Regions from separate parts of the Mus musculus genome. Here regions 1 and 2 are each linked to region 3. The links are chromatin contacts, called in public Hi-C maps. All regions are on one chromosome and are shown on one strand. Each heading gives the region's core, a stretch centred on a gene start, on an enhancer-like site or on the middle of the called end of the contact. The rest is flanking DNA. Distances are from core to core; before and after follow the strand shown. Region 1 has its middle 5.7 kb from the start of Gm38808. Region 2 overlaps Gm38809 (a long non-coding RNA gene). Region 3 holds the start of Hoxa10 (homeobox A10).

Region 1 (4,252 bases), core at 1,320-3,819, 1.5 Mb before region 3:
GGCACCCACACTCTAAATATCCAGCACACACTCTTTATCTATCCACACTAAGAAAGCCATTGCTGCGGGACCAATATGGTACCACCATTGTCTTGTGGTGTGAAGTTAACCTTTAAGAAAGCTGCTGTTGCTGCTTCTGGCCTGCTCCCCTGTGACTACTTTAAACCTATAGTTGATTCTCTCAGTGGACTTTGGTTTTAGCCTTTGTCTCACCTTGGGGCTTCCCAAAGGCTCTAGCTTATATTTCTCACTCCCTTAAGTGTGTGTCCCAAGACCTGTTTTGGCTTCACCATGGGCACTTGTAGAATTTACTCTCTGTCTTTATAGTAAACATGGCCTCTAGTGGGGACCTTTGCATCTAAAACACTGTTCATCATGCCTGGTCAGGTAGACCTGGCCGCCTCCAGCCTTTCTTTGACTATTTTGACTTTGAGCTGGGCTAGAGCAGGTCCTGACTGGAAGTGACTTGTTGTACTATAAAGAACATCCCAGTTTTGTGTCTTGGCTGCTCCTTAGCCAGAATGCTCGTTTAGAAGTCTGTGAATGTGGGTCTGGAAGAACAGAGGGGCACGGGCTTCTAAATGACACTATCCCACATGTGTGCTTTCATGTGTATGATAAGTATTCTCCTTGTGACATATTATACACTAGCAGTCATGATTTCCTGGAGATGAATTTAACTTTTAACAGTTCAGAAAAGGTTTGCTGTAAAATATGTTAACTGCCAGAGAAAATGGTTGTATTTCCCATCTTTCAACACTATTACAGCCACAAAATGCCTTTCCCTACCAACTACTATGTGCTATTTTCCATGATGTGATGTTGCTACAGTTCATTTCTTCACTCACCCCTTCATCATTCACAAGCATCTGAGAACTAACTAGGCTCTTTGGAAGTTATCAGGACCTCAGTGTTGAATAAGACTTCAGCCCTCATGAGAGGCTCGGTGAATACATAAGGAATCCATGAACAACGGGACAGATGCATCTGGGACATCCATCGGAGGCTCAGAGGGGACGTTATGCTGTGGGCTAGGAGCCGGCATGGATTCACTGGGAAGAGAGCTCCTGCGCTGACTCTTACAGAGAAGGCAGGAAGTCATCAGATGGGGAGCATATCCCAGGAGGAACATGCTGGACAACAGCATGGAGACGTCTTGGAGGGTTTGCCGAGGGGTAATTCAGTATAGTAGACACAGGCTGAAGGGCAGGAGAGAAGGCGGGGGGGGGTGGTTGGGGGAGAAAGGGGAGGAGAGGGAGAGGGAGAGAGAGGAGAGAAAGGACAGGCAAGGTTGGGGTGGGTAAGTATAGCACAGCATGCAAGTTTTCAAAATCTTGAATTTGCTTGATTCTTGAGTTTACTGTGATTAGATCTGCACGTTAGAAGGCTGTTCTGGTCCTAGTAGAAGAATTACCTGGGAAAGGGTGCTGTCAAGGAGGGAGGAAGGTAGAGCCTAGGCACCACAGTAATCTAGATTTGGGATGGCAAGAGCTTAAGCCAGGGCAATCAAGGGTAGGCTGGGAGAGTAGAGAACAGCTTTAAAATGAACTAAAAGACAAAGATTTAGAATAAATGCCTGCTTTTAGTTTTGGGTGGCTCAATATTTGGGAAATCACTAACCAGGCTGGGGATAGTTTTACAAATACTGTTCTGTATTCCACATTCAGGTTAAGATGTCTATCTGGTATGTGAATACAGAGGGCAAGAGAAGTGTGCAGTTGACCGTAGTTGCTGGGTTGTGCTGGTGACCACAGAGGCAGAGTGTTTCCTAGCACTCCTCCTGGCCCCTGGCTCCTATAATCTCTCTTTTCCTTTTCCACTGTGTCTCCCGGGCCTTGGAGTGGGTGAGATGAATCACAATTTTTAATAATAAGGAGGAACTGGTACTAGGCAGAGAAGTCAAGGGCAGATCCCAAGGGCTTTTCTCTGTTCAGTATATTGTGAAAATCTTCCTATAAAATGATACATTGCACACTTGCAAACAGTAACCTGAAACTACATACCCATGTTTGACAATTAAATTAACCTTGTGAAGTAAGCAGGGGGAATATTATTTTCTCTGTTTTATTCACAAAGAGACAGGGTTGAAAAGAACTTAACTCACTTATTTAAACTCTAAAATGAAAAAAAAAAGTAACAGAAATGAGGCTAATATTTGCATTTTGAGTCACACTTCAGGCTTCCTCTCATTCGTAAGCTAACAATAGGGTGGCAGTTCCATACGGGCTGAGTCATCACGGCAGGAAGTTACAGCAAATCTCAATTAAGGGCACATCTGAGTCAGAGTAAACACAAAACATTGGATTGAGTTATGAACGGCTGCTGAAAGGAATTGCATGGCTTTCTGGATATCATTAACAATTAATTAATCGCTGCCATGTAAATAACTTAATGATACAAACATGAATAAAGGAGAAAGGAATTCACAAAGGCAAGAGTGTGTGATTCTACACATTAGACAACAGGATAAACTCCCCATCAGGTTCTCGAGGTAAGATGACCTCGTGAAGATGACATGTGAGCTAAGGGCAGAGAGGGTCTCTCCTTAGGATGTGCAAGTCTGTGACACATGCACCTGAAATGTTACTAACTCCTCTCTGTGTTAAATAGAGGGACAGTAGCCCATGGATGGGTCCGTGTAGGCGGCCTATCCCAAGAAAGCAGTGGAGGGCTCCTGTCTCGTGTGCACATGTCCTTCACTCCCACAGAAACAGTGATGCTGAACTGTAGCAAATAGCTCAAGAGCAAGTGTGACAGAAGATATGGCACTGTGATGAAGCCAATTTTGTTTAACTAATTAATCTTATTTTTATACATTTTAGTTAAAATATAATTGCATAAAAAGAGGTAAACTCTTCACTTTCTTCCCCCAAGTCCCTCCTAAGTCCCCTCCCTACAGTTTCTTTTCCCTTTGATAGTCTTTTCCTCAATCCTTGTTTTTTATACACACACACACTATATATATATGTATGTGTGTGTGTGTGTATATATATATATATATATATATATATATATATATATATATATATATATATTAGGAGGCTCATATCAGGGACAGGTTAGCTCCCCAACCTCTCCCACCCTACCCCACCCCCAACCCTACCCCACCCCCCACCAGCAGTCACTTGCTTGTAGTAACTCATCCTGGGGTGTGACCTTGTGAGATATCCCCCCTTCTGCATTAGTAAGTCTATTGATATTTCTGTTATTCAGATCTTTCTTATGCATCCATTTATATGATAGACTGTTTCACAGCAGACTCTCTGGTATTTTGACTCTTAAAATCTTTCCATTCCCTCTTTTACAATGTCCCTTGAGCAATAAGTGGTGGTGTGATATATATCTGTTGGAGGCTGGGCTCCCCAATCCATTGATCTCTGTGTTGTATCCACTTGTGGCTTTCTGGGACGGTCTCCATCTGTTGTAAAGGGGCTTCTTGGATGAGGAGTGGTAGCTATACTTACCTGTGGGTGTGAGGATAAGATATAGAATGTAGCTGGGCAAGGAAAGTGGTGGTAGTGGAGTCTCTTCTAAGATCCATGACCTCAGTAGCCTAAGGAAGCTGGCTAGATGTCTAGTACCAGGCATGGTTCCCTCCTGTCAGGTGGACCTTGAGTTTGATGGGAGCGCTGTTGGTTACCCCACACGTGAGTGCCACTTGCTGCATCTTTGTAGATATCCTGCCGTGTCGGTCATTGTTCTGTTTCATGGGTGTTGCTGCTGGGTAGGATTGTTACTTGCTTCCCTCCTTGGTAGCTGGCATAATATCTTCTGGCACCATGGAAGCCAGACCACAGGGAGGAAGGAGGCTTTTAGGTGAGATTCAGTTCAAATGGTATAGGTCCTGTCTTCTAAGTGTGTGGTGTCTTCTGCAATAGGGGCTCACGGTCAACCTCTGAGAGGCTGAGTAGAAAACTTTCATCTGGACCAAAAGGCAGTAAATTGGTTAATGTTACTCACCTTCTGTTTTTGTTTGTTTGTTTGTTTTGTTTTGTTTTAACAATCTCAGACAAAAAAAAAAAAAAAACCAAAAAACAAAGAATCCCAACCACCGTTACTAGAGCACAGCCATGCCCATTTATCAATATATTGTTCACAGCTGTGTTTGGGACTCAAGCTGGGTGATTGTTCAAAGGCTGTTTGGCTAAGGAATACATACTTGTTTATTATCTGGTCCTTTTGCAAACCCAGGATCTATACAGAAAGAATCTGAGCGCGCTAAGCTCCATTCTGAGCTCCAAGCACTGAAATT
Region 2 (4,282 bases), core at 1,112-3,611, 1.3 Mb before region 3:
GTACTTATGGAACACAAGATTTACACCAAAGACAAGGAAGTGCTCTTATGATTGTCTGCACCCTCCGAGCCAAGGATAGCTGGTGGATTTATTAGTGTCAGTTGGCTAACACATCTGGTCATACGATTTGTTTGGAAAGGGCTTTTTACCAGGAAAAGGAATATACCTGAGCCTGTTAACAAAAGCTGCTTTTAACGCCTGCACTTGGTTTGGGAGAACAGGATCACGGTTGCCATTTGACCACGGTGCTGCCTACCCAGCCTGTACCAATAAGTATGCCTAATTACCAAACTTTCCATGGTACCAAGAGACTTTGTTCATGCTCAAATCCTTATATGGGTTAGCCTAGCTCAGCAAGGGACTAAACCATCCCTGTTTATAGATGAACACATTAAAACATGGCGGAGATCATGTGACTTCCCCACACTCACTCTGTGGCAGCCTCAAGTCCAGACAGTCTGACTCCAGGGTGCTCTTCCCACCGCTCGGTCTGAGCTGAGTTCCGTGAGTTAGAGGTGTTGTCTGCAGTGGATTCCTACCTACTGAGCACCAGGCAGATCAATAGTCAGATAATTGTTAGTTGTACACTTGTGCTTCGTCTTCATATTTGTTTATTCCTTATTTGGTATTTTAATATAATTGAAGTAGAAGACACATATTATAAGAGACTCAAATATTCAGTCCTGTGTCTTTTCCACAGTGATACATGCATGGCCAAACTAAGAAATGTCAATTCTAACGCAGAAGCCCCACTTCATGCTCCCCTTAAGTCATCTCAACCTCCAAACACAGAGGGGTAACATAGGGAACGTTTGATTATAAGCAACTGCTTTGTAATCTTGTTACTCCTTACATACATTGTATTTCCTCGGACAAGTCACCTTGCTTCCTTAAGGTTCAGTCCCCACCCCCACCCCCTGACCCCTATAAAACGGGAACATTAACAGAATCTGCATCGTGAGGTTACAGTGAAGTTCAAATGAACTGGAGTGAAGGCAGATAGAAAAGCCCAGGCTAAAACTACATCTTCTTCTGCACTCTTGGAGACTGCCAGCAACAATCAAGAAGTTAAAGACACAGAGACACACAAAGAAAAATTAGCTGACAGGAAGAGGGAGTGACTTGCAGCCCAAAGTGTTGTGCAGGGTTCTTAGAAAACCAAACCTATCCCAAGGCTCAGGAGAGAGCAGCGCTGAACAGCCAAAGCAGAGATGAATAGAGATCAAGTCTCACAGATGCAAGTGTGCAGAGTGAGCTGTTATGTGAGGCAAATGATCCCTTCTTTCCACTCACAAGTCCATATGCAGATGCACAGGTAGGCACGCGCACACAGCTGCAGGCACGCATATGCACACCATCAAAGATTCTAGCTGTCTAGAATAGGGAGTATTTTTTTTAAACTTCCTAGGACAGCAAGAAAAAGAAAAATACTTCTTCCTATGCCACGGACAACTTAAGTTTCTCTTGACCTTTATACCTCATTAACCATTTTGGCCACAAAATGCAAAAACACTGCCTCTTAGGTGGAAGAGACCCCAGCAAATCACAGCCTTTGTTATAAATGTTTTTACCTGTTTCATTAGAATTTCCTAGTTCTCTCGGTATAAATCAGGGTAAACAGCTGGCTTAAAGCACAGATTTGGGGGAGGGAATAAGACACCTCAAGAAAGTATAAACACAAGATCTAGAACATGCTGTGTGTGTTTCTTTTCTTTCCCCAAGAAAGACACATTTACAGCAACAGCTTTTTTATGTCTGCATATAAACGCCAAAATAATTGATGTTATTGGAGTTAGGAAAGGAAAATAAAAATGTTTCAAGTAATATTAAAAATGATAAGCATGTGATTCTATTTTGAATAGCGAGTTGATTACAGTAAAGGACAGACAAGTTTAGATTCCCAGTTGGTCCCAACTGGAGTGAAGTCTGGCATATGTAGCTGCTATGTTATAACTGAGTTTAGAAAATCTTGATGGAGATAAGAGAAGAGGTCTCTGCTTGGTCACCAACCCCACTGGTGTCCTTACATGCCCTCTTTTGCCTTCCCCATTTTTCTCTTCACATTTATTATGAGGTAAGCAGACCAGAGATAAGGATGAAACCAACCACACTGTGTGCCTCAAGTTCTCATAGATCTTTTTTAATGGGGTTCAGATAACATGACTTACAGAGCTTTTCAACAATGTGGCCATATGGCTGACCAGGAACACTGTGCTTCCTTCCTGGGTGGCTGGCTGTGGGCTGGAACAGTACGTGATGTTCAAGATGAGGGAAAAAAACGGAAGCTCCCAGTACTGAGTGAGTGGTTTAACCAAATGAGGAAAATGGGAAATGGATGGACAGTGGGAAGCTGCTTGTTTGCAGCATGTGTCAGAGCCAGCATGAGCATCTGAAGTGGGGCAGATTTTCCCTCCAGCAGGCTTTGTCCCAGCCACTCAGAACCACGGAGATTGCAATGGGAGCTGAGTGGCTGTGTTACCTTTTAGGGATCTTGTAGATACCAAAGAGATCACGGTAAGGTTCTTAATGCCCTTGAGCTTGCTGTGGGTGATAAAGGATGCCCTTTGCAGGGCTAGAGGCTGTATGGATCTATTTCCAAAGCCAGTAGTCTCTGTTCACCTCTCAGCTCCCTCTATCCTTCCCCATACAAGATGCTGGTGATTGCCTCAGCCATGACAGTAGCCTTCAGTCTTGGCTGTGCCTTCTGCTGGGCCTGCAGTTCCTCATAGCAGCTTTAGTGACAACATTAGATTTGGCCATGTAGAGTGTTTCTTCAGGTTGGACCCATAAAAAGAAACCTAAAAAAAAAAAAAAACCTAAGCCATAATTAGCTCTGTAACCCAGTGAGTTCCTTTTTTCTCTGGTTCTCCATATTCTTATCTGTAAATGAGCCTCATAAGAACCACCTTAAAATTTGCCACATGTAACTCAGCAAATTCTTACTTCTGATGGCGCCACTTGTTTGACTCTCCCTTTTAGACTCTTGTTCAAGGAAGTCTGACGGGGGAGCTGATGATGTCCCAGACTTTATCCTTGGACACTTTGGAGCTGTGAAACCATATCGTAGGCAAGGACATGGAGTAACCACAGTGTTTAGTACTCTGAGACAGGAGGTTCATGAGTTCAAGGCTAACCTTGGATAAATGGTAAAACTCTTTTTTTTTTTTTTAAGAAAATAAAAATCAGAAGGAAAATAGAAAGGAGAAAGAAAGGGAGGGAGGGAGGAAATAAAAGGAAAAGAAAGGAGAAAACAAACCTGTAAAATGTTATGAATTTCACATACATATTCTTATATATGCATTTAAAACTGGTTTTGTAGCATGTAAAAAATGAAGACTAATGCTTGTGTTAATAATTTGAAAGTTAAGTTTTCTTTACTTTTAAGGCATCCTGCCTTTCCTGCATCTGATAGCTAGCTCTGCCCCTGGCTATTGTACCAATCTCAGAAGAACTGTCGATGAGGAGTGAGCCCACCCAGTGCCCCTCTCTACTGGAAAGAGGAAAGAATTTCCATCCTGTCCTAAGACAAGATCTGCTTCTCTAAGTCTACAGCTAGTCATAAGTCAACGTTGGGCTTTAGTTTTCATCCATTCAATGAGCATTTATAAAGTTAACTGAATTCAAACTTACATAATATCAAGTCAAGCATTTCCTCAGTGGATATGCATTTTGTGCTGTGTCTGACACAGTTCATGGATTTTTGAGGACTGGGCTTTGAGGCAACTTTGAAGCAACTGAGCCCCAAATTCTTCACTACACCCAGAAGCTAATGATTTCCAGAGGCAGACACCATGAAGAAAGCACTGGGACACTGGTCTGTGAGTCAAGGGTCATTTCAGGAAGAGAAGGTCACCACTTTCAAGTATTTCAGAGGTGAAAAGGTCACTCTCTAAATACCATGTCCTGCACACTGGCTCTTCACGGTGCATGCTTGTTGCAATGCAGGCTGGAGTTGTCACTGAGGCAGACACAGTCCACATGAGATTCTTTAGCCTCTACCAGCCAAGTGTCACTACTCTGTCTTGGTTGACCCCTCTGGAGACTGGTATGGATGACTGTTTTGTCTCCTGAATGAGTGACATCAGTGGTTCATGGTGCTGTGCAGGGGTCTGGGGGCTCTGAGTCCCTTCCAGGATTTGTGTATTAAAAATACCTTTATAACAATGCTCAACTGTCTACTCATGTACAGTGTAGTTTTTCTGGAGACAAGAAGTCAGACGATGTTTTCATCATCTTTATGACCAATAGAATCTGCATCCTTGTATCTAGAACATTTTATGAT
Region 3 (4,100 bases), core at 119-2,618:
GCGAGCCACTTTTCCTCCCTGCCCCTCCCCCCCGCGTGGGCCGCGCTGAGCAGGCTGGGCTAAGGACCAGGGCTTGGGGGTACTCAGGGCCACGAGAAAGTGCAAGCACGGGAGGAGGGCTGCTCGCTGGTGTTCTCATCCCCCAAGTCTGGGTGAGCAGGGGCCAGAGCTGAGGACGTCTTGGTGTGGGGCCCTAAGCCGGACGTGGATTTTTACAGCATCCCCACGCCCAAATATTAAAAACAAGTTCAGAAGGTCAGCCTGCCGTCAGTTTGGGCCAAGGCCTACGGCTGCCGCGCGGGCTTCTGGTCCTCTGCTCCTTCCTTGTGGGTCTGTCTGTCTGTCTGTCTGCCCGTCTGACTTGAGCCCTCGGTTGAGCTCTGCTTACCCAGGGAGTCCTTCTCCGGCGAAGCTTTACTGTTTTCTGAAGGGGCTGGAGACAGCTCCTCAGCCGCCGAGGATGACGCGTGTGCCTCCTCGTCGCCCTGCGAGCCGCCGCCACCGGTGCAAACCAGAGTGGGTGGTGGCGTGGAGTCTAGGACTCGCTCCTTCCCGGCTGCCTCGGTCGAGCCAGAGGCCAGTGCGGGCGGCGGGTCGAAACCGCGCCCCGGGGGCTGCGCAGGAAAGGGACTAGCGAGCTGCTGCGTGCCGCCGCCGCCACTGCCGAAGCCCTTGGCCGTGCCGTAGGCCTGCGACAGGCGGAAGTAGCCGGGTACTGGCACTCCGCTGGAGGCGCCCAGGGCGCAGCCGTCGGGCGGCGGGCCCCGCGGGAAAGGGGCCAGATCAGCGGCGGCCGAGCCCTTGGGGCATTTGTCCGCAGCATCGTAGAGGCAGTAGGAGCTCTCTTCTTTGATGTTCTGCGCAAAAGAACACGAAGTGGCCTGTGGCTGGGGTTGAGGTGGCTGCGGCGGGGGCGGCGGCGGCTGCTGCTGCTGCTGCTGGGGTTGTGGCTGCGGTGGCGGCGGCCCGTCGGGCGGCTCCATCCGGCAGGAGCGGGGCGCGTCCAGCCACAGGTCTAGGGGCGCGGGCGCGTAGCCATGCGTCCCAGGACCCAGGCCCCCGCTGCCACCACCGCCACCGCCTCCGGGCGACGGCGCTTCATTACGCTTGCTGCCCAGCGCGGGGAAGAGCCCGCAGCTTTGCAGCCCGTAGGGCAGGTCGCTGGCAGGCGGCAGGTAGACCCCACCGTGGGCGTAGTAGCCACCTCCACCGCCCCCCGCGCTACCGCCACCAACACCAGCCTCGCCTCTGCCTGAGCTGATGAGCGAGTCGACCAAAAAGGAGTTCGCGGCAGGGCTCTCCGAGCATGACATTGTTGTGGGATAATTTGGCGAAGGGAGCAGATAGCCCTTTCTGGCTGACATTTCTTGTGCAAAACATGCTGAATACGATTAGCAATCCCCCCCGCACCGCGGCGGGCGCTTGCAGCCAATCCCGAGCCAGAGTTTCCACGCGACCACTCCCAGTTTGGTTTCGTAGGCGCGGGGCCGCTCTCTGAGGGCGCCCTCGGAGCCCGCGATTGATATAAATATGTAATCTGTATTGATGGGCCAGAAGACGCACGCCTGACACCTATGGCTCAAAGGCCGGAACTGTGGGGGCTGCCTCAAAGTGGAGGTTGGGGGACCTGGCTCTTGAACCTGTACCCCCCCCCCCCCCATGCAAGGGACTATTTGGAAGCACCCTTGGGCTCTGCGCTGTTAACAAGTGGAGTGTTTATGATGTGCACCCCAGCCAACCTTGGGTGCTCCCATGTCTGCTATGGAGTGGCCATGAGTCCCCGTCGCCTTGATCATTTAAACGGGCCCTGTAGCAGGCTAGCTATCCTATACATTTCTGGGCCTGGAGCTGGCCTCAATTCTTAAGTTTGGCTTCCCAAAGTGGCTGGTAAAAAAGTCATACTAAGGCTGTCAAGATCTTTGGACGGTCCAGAACCTACAGTAAACCAGTACGGCCTCAAACATCTCACAAAGAATGAATATTGTCCGAAATCCATCGGCCGATGATCAATGCCTGGATCCTCTGTCCTCACTGTCTTACACCATCCTCTGGTCAGTGAAGGTTTTTCTCCTTCACTGTGATCAATCGGTTCATGCTCTCTACTCCTGTCATCCAACCTTGCACAGCTGCCTTAGTGAGGTGAAAAATCAATAGACTGGCAAGAGCCCACCACCACCACCACCACCACTCCCGACCTCCCAAACCACAGTTCAGAGGCAAACGCATACTCCCCATCCTCTACCTTTAGAGGACTAGAATGCTGGCTTTGGGTCTCTGGCCTTTCTGTGCTGGCAGAACTGGAAGGAAAACCTTGGGAGAATGTGTCTAGCAAATACCTCCGCCACACTGCTTTCTCTCTCGCTCTCCTTTGAGCCTAAACATTCCTTGGCTCCAGGAGGTTCTGACCAAACCTGTCTGTACCCCACTCTACCCCCAAAGACATGGCGAGGGCAGTCCTTTTCCCAGCCATTTTTGTCGTATACTGTGCACATTTTAACAAGGTGGTGATGAGGAAGTCCATTCCCTAGGAGGCTGAGCTGGGTTTGGGCCCTATTATAAGAGACTCTAGAGCCCAGGGTGCTACCTTTGGGCAATTGAAAATGGTCAGCCTACGGCATGCTAGCCCCCAAATGTGGACCTTATATCAAACTTAGGAAAGGTGACCTTTTTCGGCAGGATCCATGGAGCTTGCATAGTGGATGCTTTACTTCTGACCTGTGGGTTACAGGGTCTCCAGGATGCCCCAGTCCTGCCAGCTCCAGTTGGAACTAGAGAGCTACTGACTGCCCAGGACCCTTGAACCACATTGTTCAGACCTCTGCAAATGGCAGGGAGAGAGTCTTGCTTTTAGTTGGCTATATTCTGGTTCCTCCCAAAAGGAATCCAGGACAAAAACAACCCTGATAGCACTCTGAGAGGGAGAGGACACAGGGAAGCTGACCAGGTAGAGGCTAGGCTCTGGCTTCTGAGATGCAAGACACTGCAGTTGGTTGCAGCTGCTTGGCAAGCCCACACCCAGGAGGCTATGCCTCTGCTAATACTCAAGAGGAATCTCTGCCAGTTCTACCTCTGTCTCTCGAGAGGTGATGGGTGGGAGGCCTGGGTATCTGAGCATCTAAATGTAAAAGAAAGGGATAAAGAAAGAAAGAGGGACAGAAGGGGAAGAAGGAGGCAAGGAGACAAGGGAGGAAAGGAAAGAGAGAAAGAAATTCAGATGAGCAGCAGCTCTCTGCAGACAGCCTCTCTGGAAAATAAAAGCTGGGTCTATGTGAGACACCATTAACTATCTGATTTGCTTCTGTACCCAAGGCCAAGGCAAATTTTCACACAGATAGGCCTTGTTACCCTACCTTAAGCTTCCAGATGTGCGTGGTCCTTGCTCTGTTCACTAGATAGGTGGAACTCCTGTGTTCAACAGTGCCACCTGGAAATGTCCTGAATCTGGGACTGCTTGAAAAGGCACTTGACTCTCCAGCACTTCTGATACCTCTCTGGAAAGCTGTTATGTGGGAAAGTGGGTCCCAAGAGCGCTGACTATTCCTTGAGGAAAAGGAGCTCTAGTAGGTCAGCAGGCCTGTGAGCCAGGCTCCTGAGCCGTCCCTGTCTGGATCTCACACAAAAAGGAGTTTCCCTGGCTGAGGTTTTTAAAGAACCAGTGGCCATTGAAGAGTGTGTTGGAGATAACAGAGGCTACAAGGATAAGGTAAAAGACAGTGATAGAGACAGCATCTTTCTTAACCTTCCAGGGTTACAGGGAACCTTCTGAGTAGTCCAAGGGTAGTTCTGACTTATCTTGTAAAACAAAACAAAACAAAACAAAACCCCCTACATCTGTGCATTCCCATGATTTGACCCATCATTTTCCAAGAGTTCATATCACCCACCGCAAGCCGTTCCCTCAAATTCTCTAGAGGGCTCTCCTTGGACTCAGCGGGCCCCTGCCTATTTGTCTGGTAAGACAAGCCAGGTGCCCAACTGCAAGCTACTTAGGTTAGTCCTAGCCAAGGCCTTGTAGGATAGCCAAATGGGTTTCTAGGTTGTATGGGATTCAGAAGCCCGCACTTGCTGGGCAAGGTTTAAAGGCTCGGCTCCAGTACTGC

The links. A called contact is a pair of places that touch in the nucleus more often than the background predicts.
Region 1: a Hi-C map of the C2C12 cell line shows a contact between it and region 3, with 5 times the contacts expected there. The contact joins the enhancer-like site here to the promoter of Hoxa10 in region 3. A contact is called at or near these places in 9 of 39 promoter capture datasets (the 3T3-L1 cell line, 3T3-L1-derived adipocytes, the HPC-7 cell line and 5 more), 18 of 484 Hi-C or Micro-C datasets (3T3-L1-derived adipocytes, B cells, the C2C12 cell line and 11 more), 6 of 115 datasets of contacts at active chromatin or transcription factors (embryonic forebrain, embryonic limb bud, forebrain and 3 more) and 3 of 9 other capture datasets (adipose tissue, embryonic stem cells and liver).
Region 2: a Hi-C map of uterus shows a contact between it and region 3, with 4 times the contacts expected there. The contact joins the enhancer-like site here to the promoter of Hoxa10 in region 3. A contact is called at or near these places in 6 of 39 promoter capture datasets (the 3T3-L1 cell line, the C10 cell line, cranial neural crest and 3 more), 8 of 484 Hi-C or Micro-C datasets (myocytes, nephron progenitors and uterus), 2 of 115 datasets of contacts at active chromatin or transcription factors (embryonic limb bud and neural tube) and 6 of 9 other capture datasets (adipose tissue, embryonic stem cells, embryonic tail and 3 more).

What each region holds. Positions count from the first base shown.
Region 1 is chr6:50,683,007-50,687,258 of GRCm38.p6, forward strand. No RefSeq gene overlaps it. Among named protein-coding and RNA genes, the nearest start is that of Gm38808, 5.7 kb to the left of the region's middle. Within about 2 kb of position 2,570, at least 115 of the 459 cell types and tissues checked have an H3K27ac peak or open chromatin away from gene starts, as enhancers often do. A contact at or near this core is called in the C2C12 cell line, adipose tissue, myocytes and 3 more, where this site is marked.
Region 2 is chr6:50,971,265-50,975,546 of GRCm38.p6, forward strand. It overlaps Gm38809 (a long non-coding RNA gene), which reads right to left. Exons shown (of 3, transcript XR_869079.3): 3 at 2,120-2,798. Among named protein-coding and RNA genes, the nearest start is that of Gm38809, 17 kb to the right of the region's middle. Within about 2 kb of position 2,362, at least 19 of the 459 cell types and tissues checked have an H3K27ac peak or open chromatin away from gene starts, as enhancers often do. A contact at or near this core is called in adipose tissue and uterus, where this site is marked.
Region 3 is chr6:52,233,571-52,237,670 of GRCm38.p6, forward strand. It overlaps Hoxa10 (homeobox A10), which reads right to left and starts at 1,369. Exons shown (of 2, transcript NM_008263.3): 1 at 389-1,369. The coding sequence starts at 1,364.